2 separate regions of the Sus scrofa genome follow, and region 2 is linked to region 1. Evidence: chromatin contacts called from public Hi-C data. All regions are on one chromosome and are shown on one strand. Each heading gives the region's core, a stretch centred on a gene start, on an enhancer-like site or on the middle of the called end of the contact. The rest is flanking DNA. Distances are from core to core; before and after follow the strand shown.

What was found. A called contact is a pair of places that touch in the nucleus more often than the background predicts.
Region 2: a Hi-C map of skeletal muscle shows a contact between it and region 1, with 9 times the contacts expected there. The contact joins two enhancer-like sites. A contact is called at or near these places in 6 of 47 Hi-C or Micro-C datasets (embryonic fibroblasts, liver, retroperitoneal adipose tissue and 1 more) and 1 of 2 datasets of contacts at active chromatin or transcription factors (skeletal muscle).

The regions. Positions count from the first base shown.
Region 1 is chr13:16,718,338-16,724,835 of Sscrofa11.1, forward strand. No RefSeq gene overlaps it. Among named protein-coding and RNA genes, the nearest start is that of TGFBR2, 63 kb to the right of the region's middle. Within about 2 kb of position 3,429, at least 18 of the 83 cell types and tissues checked have an H3K27ac peak or open chromatin away from gene starts, as enhancers often do. A contact at or near this core is called in retroperitoneal adipose tissue and skeletal muscle, where this site is marked.
Region 2 is chr13:16,832,035-16,838,532 of Sscrofa11.1, forward strand. All of the region lies in intron 3 of TGFBR2 (TGF-beta receptor type-2), which reads left to right. Among named protein-coding and RNA genes, the nearest start is that of TGFBR2, 51 kb to the left of the region's middle. Within about 2 kb of position 2,462, at least 53 of the 83 cell types and tissues checked have an H3K27ac peak or open chromatin away from gene starts, as enhancers often do. A contact at or near this core is called in retroperitoneal adipose tissue and skeletal muscle, where this site is marked.

The DNA.
Region 1 (6,498 bases), core at 2,179-4,678:
CCTGGGAACTCCATATGCTGTGGGTATGGCCCTGGAAAAAGACAAAAAAAGACCAAAAAAAAAAAGAAAAAAAAGTACAGGAAGCTGTCAGAAAGCCCTTTGCCTCCTTCCATCCTTCCTTCTCTGCACAGGGATCTCACCCCCACTCAAATACTCACATAGCAAGGCTCTTGCTCTCTCTCTCTCTCTCTCTCTCTCTCTCTCTCTTTCTTTTTTTCCCCTTGGCCATGCCCATGTCATGATGAGCCTACCAGGCCAGGAATCAAACCTGTACTACAGAAGTGACAACGCTGGATCCTTAACCACTTGGCCACCGTGGAACTCCAACCAAGGCTTTCTCTAACAGCAAGTATCTTCTCGGATTTTGCATGCCAAGGTGGTGTGACTGACCAAAGACTTGATTTGCTCATTAAAATTCATTCTTTTTTTGTAGCAAACTCATCAACAGCTTTCTGGCAGTTGATTTGATGAACTAGTCTAGCATTTCCCAGAGGGTGTGGTGAAGTATTTAAGGTGGTATTCTAATAGTTATAATTAATTTTATTGTTTTTATAATCTACGTAAATAATAGGTCAAATCAGGAATTTCATAGTTATTATTGCCCAGGAGGAAGCTAAAATTAGGGGAAAATGGGTTTTATTTTTAATAAAAAATATATAAAATCAGAATGTAAGCAAAAAATGTGACAAAAATGTGACAAAAATCAAGAAGAATCCTCAACTATGATGGTCAGTTTTAAGTGTCAGTTTGGCTCAGCTATTATATCCAGCTGTCCAATCAAATGTTAATCCAGGTGTTGCTGTGAGAATATTTTGTAGACATGATTAACATCTACAATCAGTTGACTTTAAGTCAAGGAGATCATCCTCCATAATCTAGTTGGGCCTGATTCAATCAATCAGTTGAAAGAATTTAAGAGTAGAACTGAAGTTTCTCTGACTGGGAAGAGCTTCTGCCTGCAGACTTTAGTGTCAGATCCTACTCAAGAGTTCCAGCCTCCCTCCTGACTTGATGGCCAGCCTTATGTTTCATATATGTAGAGGCAACCTCCACATCTGCCAAGTGAGAAAGTCAGTAGATAGATAGATAGATGATAGATAGACAGATAGATAGATAGATAAGTAGATAAATGGATGGAGGGTAGAAGATAGGTAGATGGAAAGATGGATAGATAAGTGGATAGACAGAGATACAGAGAGAAAAGAGAAAGATCCCAGCCTACTGGTTCTGTTGTCCAATTCTCTGGTGGAACATTGAATGATACTTCAAATGACTGAGGTTTTGCTTGAGTTTCCCACTGCCAGGGATAATTACATATGACCTCTGACCTTCTAGAAACAATAATTAAGACGATCATTTACCTATATTGTTTAGGACTTCAGTGGTAAACAAAATCTGAGATATTGGTATTCACACCTTGACAAGGTGTCTTTGCTCCTTTCCTCTTCCACATCCTGTATTTGCATTGGCTTGTGGACTTGCTATCCCTGCCAAATGTGTATCAACTGGGATTGGAAAAGTAACATATTTCAGCTGACATAAACAACATGACTCAGTAAACCAGTGCTAGACACTTATACATGCTGTCAAAATAGAAATGCTGCTCAGAACCCTGTAGTAGCTAGGCTCCACAAAGCCCTTGCATCAAAAGTGTCTGGAGAGGAGTTCCCGTCTTGGCACAGTGGTTAACGAATCCGACTAGGAACCATGAGGTTGTGGGTTCGATCCCTGCCCTTGCTCAGTGGGTTGACGATCCTGCGTTGCCATGAGCTGTGGTGTAGGTTGCAGACACAGCTCGGATCCCGCGTTGCTGTGGCTCTGGCGTAGGCCGGTGGCTACAGCTCCAATTGGACCCCTAGCCTGGGAACCTCCATATGCCATGGGAGCAGCGCAAGAAATGGCAAAAAGACCAAAAAAAATAAAAATAAATTAAAAATTAAAAAATGGTATTTCCTAGACTCTCTTCTCAGTTCCCCTAAATCTCTAAATGTCTTTTATAGACCACAGTACCTTAATTTCTACAAGCTCCCAGAAAGATACTTATAGGCACTAAGTTTGAAACCCAGTGCCTGAAGAGTTCCATAGAGGGCCCACAGAATGGTCGTAGATTTTGTTTTAAATTTGGGGATTCTGAAACAGACTGTACTTGAAAACTCTCTTTTATAGAGACAAGAACTCAAAAGCTTAGAACCCTCTACACCAGTCTGTGATAGGCTGAATTACTGACCCCAGTTCTCTCCCTGTACCACACCTTTGCCATGCCCTCTTCATGGATGGAGTGTATTTCCACACTTCTTGACTCTAGGATGTGACTTGCTTTAGTCAACGCCAGGTGGGTCACAATTGACCTGTTAACCTTCAGTGTAAAGTCTTAGCATGGTGATAGCTAAACAATTCAGGGCTTAATTCTCTAACATTATGGATAAGAATCTAAGAAGCAAAGTAACTTTCCTAACGAGACTTAATCTGAAGGAATAACTCAAGATAATAAGAATTTCATGGCAAGCCAGAAGATGAACACATTGAAAATGATGTTTTCAGCATTCTTCCTTCCAATCACAGAACACAGACCAGCATCCTCCGGTGAGTGTACATGTGGGTAATAGCACTGGTCCCTCCAGAAAACTTCACCATGTCACACTTAGCCAAGGAAAGAGCTGAAGTTCAATGGGACCACTTTATACTCTGCCAGGTAGGGACTCAGTGTTCTTGCAGCTCCTCTGCTCACCTCAGTTACTAACAATCATGAACTGCCTGTGGGAGTCAAAGCAAATGCCACTAAGTGCTACTGTCCTGAGCATGGTTTTTTGTTTTGTTTTGTTTTTGTTTTGCCAACCATTGAGCATTATACATCCCCATGTCTTTATTTTCTACACCAAGAAATCATCTTGCCTATTGGGCAATTGACTGTAGTAGTTATTTTACAGGCCGAGAGGAACTATTTGTTGGATTAGAGTCCAATAAAGACTCAGACTTGGAATTTAATTTCTCACTAAGATGTAAAAATGTATCCACACTGGGTGATTGACAATGTGTGAGAGAAGATACTACAAAAGGAATCTCCATACTCATGATAAACTGAAGGTCATCATTTTCATGCTTGTATGTGTCACAGAGCCCGGTGCTTTCAAAATACCACTGTGCTTCCTGGAAACTCTCTGTTGCCAGATATCCTGAATTCAGCCCAAGCATTCTCCCCATTCACAGCCATATGGTGGGTTCAGGACTGGAGGGAGATTAGCACTGCACTGTCCTTGCAGAAGGCCCAGACTATGCAATATTTAAATTAAAAAAAATAAAAAGATACACATCATTCTAGGCACATTCCATGCATCATCTCCATGACCCAGTTCCTGTTATCCATCAAACAGGTTTTAAAATAGTCCACGTTTTTCAGTCCTGCAAAGTCAACAGTACTGGAAAGTTGGCAGGTACAATTGTTTAAACAAAGCTCCCAAGTTTTCTGCTGGCAGGTGTTTCCAGAGTTCTTGGAGCACAATCCTTTGGATAGGATGGTTGCCAATATACATAGCAACAGGAAAAAAAAAAAAAAAAAGTGTTTTCCTTTGCCACAGTGGAGACACCAAAATGCCTTAGATGCAAACCTGAATATTCAGTTCAGGGGCTTATTTTGGCTCTAGGTCAAGGGATAAACAATAATAAAATCCAACAACTCTCAGTCCAGATCTGATGGGTTTCAGAGGCAAATGGGGCCATTTCTCAAATGGCAGTGTGCACCCCCCAGCCAGCTCTGCACAATCTGACCCTATGAGTTTGGGTCTCCCTTCTTTATCAATTCCCCCAGACTCCTAAATGTGCCATCCTCAAGCTTCCCAGCTAATTCTGCTTGAAATTGAGGCTGAGGATGGGGGGCTTGAAATTTAATATGATGAAGGCAGAACAGCTAAGACTTTATTCTTCTTCCTCCATCAGCCTTTAGGCACTGATTTCAGTTATTCTTAAATCCAGCTTTCCAAAATTGAAACCTGGGACTGCATTAAAAGCACATGACTAGTTTTATAATTTGTTCCTTGGCAGTTGGACTAATTCATATTTGCTGCCATTAGAGTCATTCCTTTAGTCATTCAGTTAAACTTGACCTTGGTGCTGGAACCCCACAAGGGAGAAATAAACCCTTGTCTCTCACCCTGAAGTGAATGAAAATAAATAGAAGATTTTTTTAAACACAAAACTAAACTCTGAGGAGGGGAAATATAAGCATGGTGGGGAAAGATTTGGGGGACAAGTTTTTAAAACTCAAAGGAAGTCAAAATATAACTGGCTTAGAGGGTACTTAATGGTCATTAAATTGTAACCCAATGAAAATTAAGCTCTTCAAATTCTGTTGACAAAAATTTAGAATATCAGGCACTACCATGTTAAGTCATTTCTTCTTTACTTATTTGCTAGTGGCAAATGCATAAAGTCTGTTATTTCATGCTTTTGTTAATTGGCTTTATCTTTGGGTTCACATTATGACTCTGTGTTTTCCATTTGTTCCATCTCCCCCTTATCATCTTCTCATTTAGTATCTTTGGAAGCTTCCCTACAAATTTCAAAATGAAGATATAATTTATGGGTGTTCTGGCTTTAGAAAGGGCCCTTTTTATATAGAGTCATGAATATAACCAAGGATTTTGTCCCATAAAATCCATCAATTTTGGGAAAAAGAACTGGCATTTAATTGTCAGGGATAAAAATCCACTTTTTTCATCATGTTAATTATTGCCACAAAAAGAAACTACATTGATCAGTTTCTCAGTTTTTCACCTGAGGAAGATGTCTGAAGGAATGAGTAGTTAAAATATATACACTTTGATCAGACAAACCTGAGTTCAAATTCCTGCATTGCTACCTATTTGTAGGGTGTTAAAAATGAGGCTCTTAATTCAGTAATGGTGGAATCCTGACACTGTCTCTTCCTAGCTCTGAGACTTGGATCAGCTTATTAATTCTCTGGGCTTTGTCTTAGTGGCGAATGGGCAACATAAGTGGATATGTTTGGGAAAATTAAGTAAGGCAATATATAGCAAGTGCAAAGCCCATAAAAGCAACGCATGAGGAAAACAGGGATAAATTTTAAGAAAAGTGTATCTGGCTACAACCCTGACACCACCATACTTTTTAACTTTCATTGTACTTTATCTCATGAGTAATCAATATTTACTGTAAAAAAAACAAAAACAAAAACAAAACAAAACAAAAAAACCTGGAAAATATAGACTTTTTTTTTTTCAAAATGAGAACTGTTTCATCACTTATAGAATTATCTTCCAGAAATAATTTCTATGGAGAGTCTATGGATTAAATTCTGTGAATTGAATCCTTTCAGACTTGATCTCGAAACATCTAGGTGACATAATGTAGTCCCTGAAGGCTTCCCTTCCACCTAGGAGAGGGTGGGCCGGCTCCCTCATGGAAGAGTAGAGAAGGCCATGGGAAAATTGATTTTTACAAGATAAATCAGGAGAAAGGATCCTGAGAAGATTTGGGAGGAAATGAACTTTTTTGTTTGTTTGTTTTCACAAATGAGGAACTGTTGTGAATTCCAGGCAGGGTATTGTTTTCTGCCAGCTCTTTTTTTTGGAAGAGGCCACAGTACTAAGATGGAGTTCCTCCCAGGAAGATAACAGGCCCTGGAGGATCTCTGCTGGGTGAGTTTCAGTAAATATGATGACTCAATATTGTTTTTACTGTTAACTCCCAATGACTGAATTGGGAAGGATTGTTAAAGTATTAACTTTTTTAATAAGTTGCCTTACTTTCCCCTTGATTAGCGGAAATTTTGTGAAATATTTTTGGCTATTCTCTGTGGTCTTTAGTATCCAAAGATCTGAACAAATATTTTTGAAACATTTCTCATAAAACCTATCTGTTAACAATATTGTGTGTAATATTTATATACTGCTACCTTATTCACTGTATTTGGAATATTAATAGCATAGCTACCATCTTTGGGGTGCTCAGTTTGTGCATGAATTTTTCCAAATCCCATTTTTAAATTAAAAAAAAAAAAAAACCTGAAGCTTAGTGCAGTTAAGTAAATTGGTCAAGGTCACAGAGTTAGTGAGTAGTGGGAACAGAACTTAAGCATAGGTTTCCTGGAATCCAAAAATGGTATTCTATTCATGACAACATGTTATAGCTTATTTTGTATGTACACACATGAGCACAGACACACTCCAGACCACTCACCAGAACACAATCAAGCAACTGCTGATAAAGAAAAACGTACATAATTAGAGAAATGTTTGAATGTAGGAATGGGCTTTGCAAGGGTCCACTAGGGACAGAACACTATGGCCCTGGAATTATACTTCCATTGGGAACTTCTCCATATCTATGTAGCAAAGTTACTAATTTTAATAAGTTAATAAAATTTATTCATGGTCAAGAGTCTACACATACACACAAGTATTATATTTGCATAACCCAGAAATAGAAAGGAAAAACACCTGTGAGTATTTCACAAGTTCTGAGATGACTCCTGAAAAACCT
Region 2 (6,498 bases), core at 1,212-3,711, 110 kb after region 1:
AAATCCCAACCAAGGCGTTGATAAGCTGTTTGTCCTTGGGTGAACCAATTCACCTCAGTCTTCCCCCCCTGAAAAACAGGGGTAGATATGCTCACTTTGAATAGGATTTTTTTTTTCTTTTGTGGATGACTCATCTTTTTGTCAATTCTTTGTTCAGTGGGAAGACAGTGCAGCATAAAGTTGAGGCAGAACAGGGAGCGGTGACTGGAGAACCCAAGTCTCTGCAGCTCTCCCACTTAGTCACTCTGTGCGTTGGGAGGAGTTACATGAATTCTCCAGCCTCAGTTCTCTACCAAGAGTGAATGATCCCGGACCTTAGAAAGAACTGAAAGCATCTTGATGTAGGTGAACTCAGACTCAGGACCAGCTGTCATTGAAAAAGCGTTTTATTATTTCAGAACTTTTAAGAGCAAGAGAAAACTCCTGGACAGCTCAATGACCTGGTCTGAGTTTCTTAACATCTCTGCAGCTCTGTTTTCTCCTCTCCCCTCCAGAGGTGAAAACAGCAGTTCCTTACCCCCAACCTCAGCAGATCAGTCTTGGCATTCTCCCTGCACTGGGCCCTTGGAGAGTGGGGAGGGCATTCAGACTTGCCTTTGTGTCCATCTATCCTTGTAAAAGCCCACAGGTCTCGTGATTCTCGAACCCATTCACTCACTGGAAACACCTAGGGGTGGGTCTGAGGTGCTGAGTGAGCCCCAGGCCACACCCACGCAATGCTGATGAATTGGTGTCACTTGTGGTTCGGGTGGGGCCATGTTTAAAAAGCAAGGCAATCACTGCTTTAGAGGCAGAGCCTGCATCTAATTCCACCTCTGGAACTGCCGAGGGGGGACCCCTTCCAGGGCCCCAGAGTGGGGCTGGAGTCTAACCCCAGGAAATGAAACTGCCCAGAGGAGACACGTGTGACCTGACCAAGCCAAAGATCATACTGGAAAGGGGCACCTGGGTGGAGGGCAGCAGGTAAGGGAACCCAGGAGGACTGCTCTGCTCCATGGCTCACAGTCACCTGAGTGCAATTTTTGTGAGGATAAATGAGTTTATTCATGTAGGGAACTTAGTTCCAGGCACAGAGCAATATGCAGTAAATTTCAGCTGAAAATAGTTACTGTTGTTCTGGTAGATTCAAATGCCTCCTCTTTGGGTTTTGTCAGATGAGGGAGGTACTTTGCAGTAAATTCCTTCAGCTGACTGGTGTGTAGGTACCATCCATTCTCTTGGTACCTGTGAATCCGAGGGACATACTCACTGGAAAGTGCACCGTTGAGGAAACTCTTCTCTGCATTGTACCATCACCTTGCTGAGGGAGCTGGGAGAAACTTCAGTCAGTTCTCTGCCCTGGAACGTTTTCTCCCCTCAGGAGGACATACTTGCTTCTGATCTTAAGGACACTCGGAGGCATATCTAGCAGGGGTCTGCAGACTTCTTTGCTAAAGGACCAGTTACAAAAATATCTTTGGCTTTGCAAGCCACAGAGCCTCACTGCAGCTGCTGCTGGATCTGTAAACAAGGGGACGAGACAGTGTTCCAATAAAATTTTATTTGCAAACAAGGCTTCAACCCCTGATGTAGATGACCACGTTGTGTTGTTGCATTTCTTCCTGCAACGCTAACTACCAGAAAAGCGTGAGTTATGCTTCTAGCAAGCATGTGAGCATGCATTTTGTACACTGACATCACCCCTGCTTGCCAGTGTTCCTTTATGGACCTTCCATTTGTCTGGATTCTAGCTCCTGCTTGAATTTCTTTTGGCTCCCTCCACTACATGCCCATCTCTGGGTTGCATGAGATTTTTCTTTTTTTACAGGATGGAATGAGCAGTAAATATGTCAGTTATTTCTAATTAGAAACCAGGACTCTAGAAACCACTCTGTCTCAAAGTTCACCCTACATGGTTAAGTAGAAAGTGCCCATCACCCAGAACATGCTCCTTGAGACCCTGAGTCTGCCTGCAGGGCCACAGTAGCGCAGGCGCATGCTCCCCACCTGGGAGGCTGGGAGCACTGAGTCTGGGACTCAAGCAGCCACAAAGTTTCTTTCTTTCCTCCCTCATTGTTGTCGAGTTTCTTTTAAATGAAAACAGCCTCTTTGGTTTGCAAGCCTAAAGCTGGCAGGAAGACAAATGATTTTTTTTTTTTTTTTTTTTTTTTTTTTTACAGTATCAGACACGCGGTTTCCTGTCTCTGTTTAACTCGCTAGCAGAACATCTCAGCCAGCTGGTTCCCTCTGGACCTGTTGTGACCTTAATAACGTTGCTTCCCGCCATCCAGCAGGCGTACTCCCGGTGTGGATCACGTGCCTGGGGTGTTTTATGGACTCAGCTGGGTTTCTGAGATGGGGAGGGCTTGGATGTGCTGGCCTCTTTCTCTCAAATCTCATTTTGTGTGTTTTGCTCCAGCCTCCGGCAGCTGCCTTCGTAAGGGAAGCTCTGGGTTCTTGCGTGTAAGAAATCAGCAGAATGATGGTGCTGTTGGTGTGTGGCCTTTGAACTGTGCTCTCACAGCTCAAAATAGCTGGCTCACCACTTGTGCCTTTTTGTTTCTAAAGAAACATGCCAGATTTACTTTCTGGTCTCATTGCAAAAGAAAAAAAAAAAGTGTGGCAATACGGAGGAGAAAAGTTGTTAGAAGAGGAAGAAAATTGCGGATTAAAAGTCACCCATCTCATTCTGGGGAATAGAAATCAGTTATTTGAGGGGATGACTCAGGACTGAAGGAGCCTTGGGTGGAGAATGAGTTAGGTTAGAAGCATCCTCTGCATCTGGGAACTTGGCCCGTGTCTGGCCAAGGAAATAATAAAGATCATACATGCTGGAGGGCTCTGACTCAGCCGAGTGAAGCTTAGCATGCATTTCTAGTGTCTTCAGGCAAAGCAACTGGTTTTTGTGGATTTTTATTTTCCCTAAGCAACAAAGTAAACAAAGATGTTCTGAGGCCAGATGTGGTTGCCGGCTGTGAATATTTCTACCCTTGAACCTCACTCTGACGTGAATCGCAGTAGTGTGGGATCCATTAAGGACACAGTCTGTTTCGAATCCCATCCCCTGGATGTGAGTAGCCAATAAAACAGTTGGACCAGTGAGGCTGGCGTTGCTGCCAGGCTGTGGTCAGCCATCTCTCATCTCACAGCTGCCTCCTTGTGTTCTGTAAACAACACACAGATGGGTGACAGCAAAAAGGGTCCAGGAGACTGTTTGCTACTTGACAAGTACCTCAGTGTCCCACCAGTGGAAAAACACCTGGGAGCTAACTAACCTCTGGGAAACTGACCCTTGTTTCCGCCCGTCCTGAACTCCAAGGCTTGTATTTACCTCCAGTTGGACGTCTGGCTCACTTGCTTCTGGAAAACCTTTTCTGATCCTCAGATAACTCTTGCATGCAGCTAAAATAGCAATGTTTCCAGCAATAATTATGCCTTCAAAACTAATTTATTGAAGTATAGTTGATTTACATTCACAATGTGTTAGTTTCAGGTGTACAACACAGTGACTCAGAATATATATATATATATATAATATGAAATTATTTCTCATGTTCTTTTCCATTATGGTTTATCGCAGGATACTGAATAGAGTTCCCTGTGCTCTACAGTAGGACCTTGTTGTTTATGCATCCGATATATGCTAGTTTGCCTCTTCTAACCCTAAACTCCTAGTCCTTCCCTCTCCCACCCAGTCCTCTCCCTTGGCAACCACAAGTCTGTTCTCTATTTCTGTGAGTCTATTTCTGTTTTATAGATAAGTTTATCTGCCATATTTTAGATTTCACACATTATTAACTTTTAAAGAAATCAAATTTGCATCTCTATTTAAATATATATGTGTGTATCTATGTATATATGTGTGTGTGTGTATGTATATATGAAGCTCATACTGCTGTTTCCAGCATCGATGCTGGAAATGAATCCTAAAAGTAGTGATTAAAATTCCTTCCTTGCCTTCTCTTTTCCAGATCCCATCCTAGTCTCCTGTCGGGCTGCAATAGTTGTTCTCAATCTTGGCTACACATTGGAAACACCTGAGAAGGTTTAAAAATGACTCATTAGCTAGGTCTTAGTCCTGCAGTTTCAGATTTAATTGGTCTGGGGCCTGGTGTCCAGATTAAAAAAAAAAAAACAAAACCCTCATCAAGCTCTTCTAATATGCAGCCAGTGTTAGAAACCACTGGATTCAAGACAGTTTGTTCTGCCAAATCTTTTTCTATTTTTCATCGTGTTCCTCATATAGCCTGAAACAGGATGGCAACAATTAAAGAATAGCAACCACCACAGGAAGTAGCCAAATTCAGCTCTCCAGGTTAGAGGAGGAGAAAAACAAGCACACACACACCTGCATTTCCCCCCCCCCACTCTCTGGGGAATAATAGGATTCCTTAAGAGGCAAATCACTGTGCCTTCCACACTTTGCAGGCAGTGGCTTGAGAAGGAGGCCAGGGGTCTCCCTCACTAGGCATCTGAGGTCTTAGAGCTGGTGACGTTCTACATTCAGGACAGACGTGTTTGCCATCTGGCTGTGTGACTGGGAGATGGGATGACAGAATTTGGGTGCCAGAAAACCAACCAGAGTGTGTGTGGTTCAGGTGGAGCCAGAGAGAAGACAGGAGGTGTTTTGGTGACCTGACAGGTATTGATAACATGCATAATGGATGTGCTTTTTCTAAGTAGTCTAGTCCACCTTGGAGAAGATATTAGAATAACTTAAGTGTGCTCTCTCTGCCTTCAGGTTTCCTGAAACCATGAAGGGTCCCTAGACAGGGTGGAAGATGGGATCCAGACAGGCAGCCAGGAAAAGAATGAAAGAATCGGGGCAGCTGGGAGATCATAACAAGGCCCAGGCTCCGTTAGCGATCAGAAACCCAGAACATGGAGCAGGGAATGAAAGACTCCTGCTCCCGGGAGCACAGGTCAGGCCCAGGCTCTGCCCATGGAGAACAGACATTCCTTAGACAGGTCTTGTGTCCTGGGCAAAGCCTGGCACATTGTAGGCTCTCTCCTCATGTGGGAAGTACGGTCAGCACAGGGGAAGGAGTGTCTGACGGCAATGGGAGGGTTCAGGTCTAACTGCCTGAAGTGACAGCCAGCAAGCCAGGCCTCTCAGTTGACATGACTGATGGCAGCGGAGCAGCTTATCAGGAAGCCTGCTTGGCATCTGCTCATGTGATAAAGACCCAGGGGGTTCAGAGGTGAGCTAAGGTCATTCTGAAAGTGGGGGGACCTGATGGAGAGAATCACAAGGAAACATGGGAATGACCCCGAATCTGCTCTCATTGGGAAGAGTGCTGAGCCCCACTGGTCTACACTGATTACCTTCCAAGTGTCAGAGCTGGGTCTGGAGAAACATCACAGAGAAGCTGGCAAAGCCAGAACAATTTCAGAGAACAGATTACTTTATACTTAGAAAAGGGACCCGGCCTGTTATGGGTGCCTGCTCTGGGCTGGGAAGGCAGATTTTAGGGTCTGATAAATATGTCAGGCTTCAGAGTCTGATAAATAGGTCTTTCTCGGGGTGATGGAAGAAAACAGAGATATTCAACCTGAAAAAGAGATGATTTAGGGAAACGGCTTAAATGCCCACAGCAGTTTGAGAGCTCCCATCCCATGGAAGAGAATCTTCATGTGGTCTTTTGCTTTGGACTTACAGGAGGGCCATATTTGACTTCTTGTAATGAATATGTTTTATTTATTTATGTATGTATACAGTTTGGCCACACCCAGAGCATATGGAATTTCCCAGGCCAGGAATAGAACCATCCCACACGCCGCAGCAGTGGCAATGCCAGATCCTTAACCTGCTGAGCCACCGGGGAACTCCAGGAATATGTTTCAAAACATCCCAATGTTTAGACTTTATCCTAATAGGTCTGCAACTCTCTCTTTTGGGATTAGAGTATGGGGTGACTTAGAGAGGAGCAGAGTCCTTCTGTTAGGGCATTTCTGCCAGGAGTTCCCTGTGCCTCTCAGGAATATTCCAGAAGAGGTTGGCATACTGGGTTAGGCTACTCGTCAGGCCCTTTCATTGGGGGCAGGGGGGAACTAATGTAAAGGAGACTGGAATGGGATGTGAATAGCTTAGTTTTGAAGTAGGTGCATTTAGAATAAAATAATCAAATGGACTGGAAAGAAGAATCCTTCCATTATTTAGGGAAAAATAGTCTCAAAGGAAGTCTGTCTAGAATGTCACACAGTGCTGTCCATATGCTGGAAGTTAAATTAAGCCCTGCATGCCCAGTGAGCCACTGTCCTTCTGTTGTTGAATTAAAATGATTTTTTATTGTTTGCCTGAATTTAATTGTTTGCTTTTTCTAGAGATGATGGATGGGGAATTATATCTCATTCTGCACTCCTCCTGCAGTTAATTGGCTAGAATGTTCTCTTGGACCGTCTTCTCATTGGCTAGCACTGAATACGATTGTATGAGGGCTTTGCAAACAAGCCCACCACGAATTTTCACTGTAAGAGGGAAATGACTCTGGCAGAATCCTAAGGGACTTGGTCTATGTT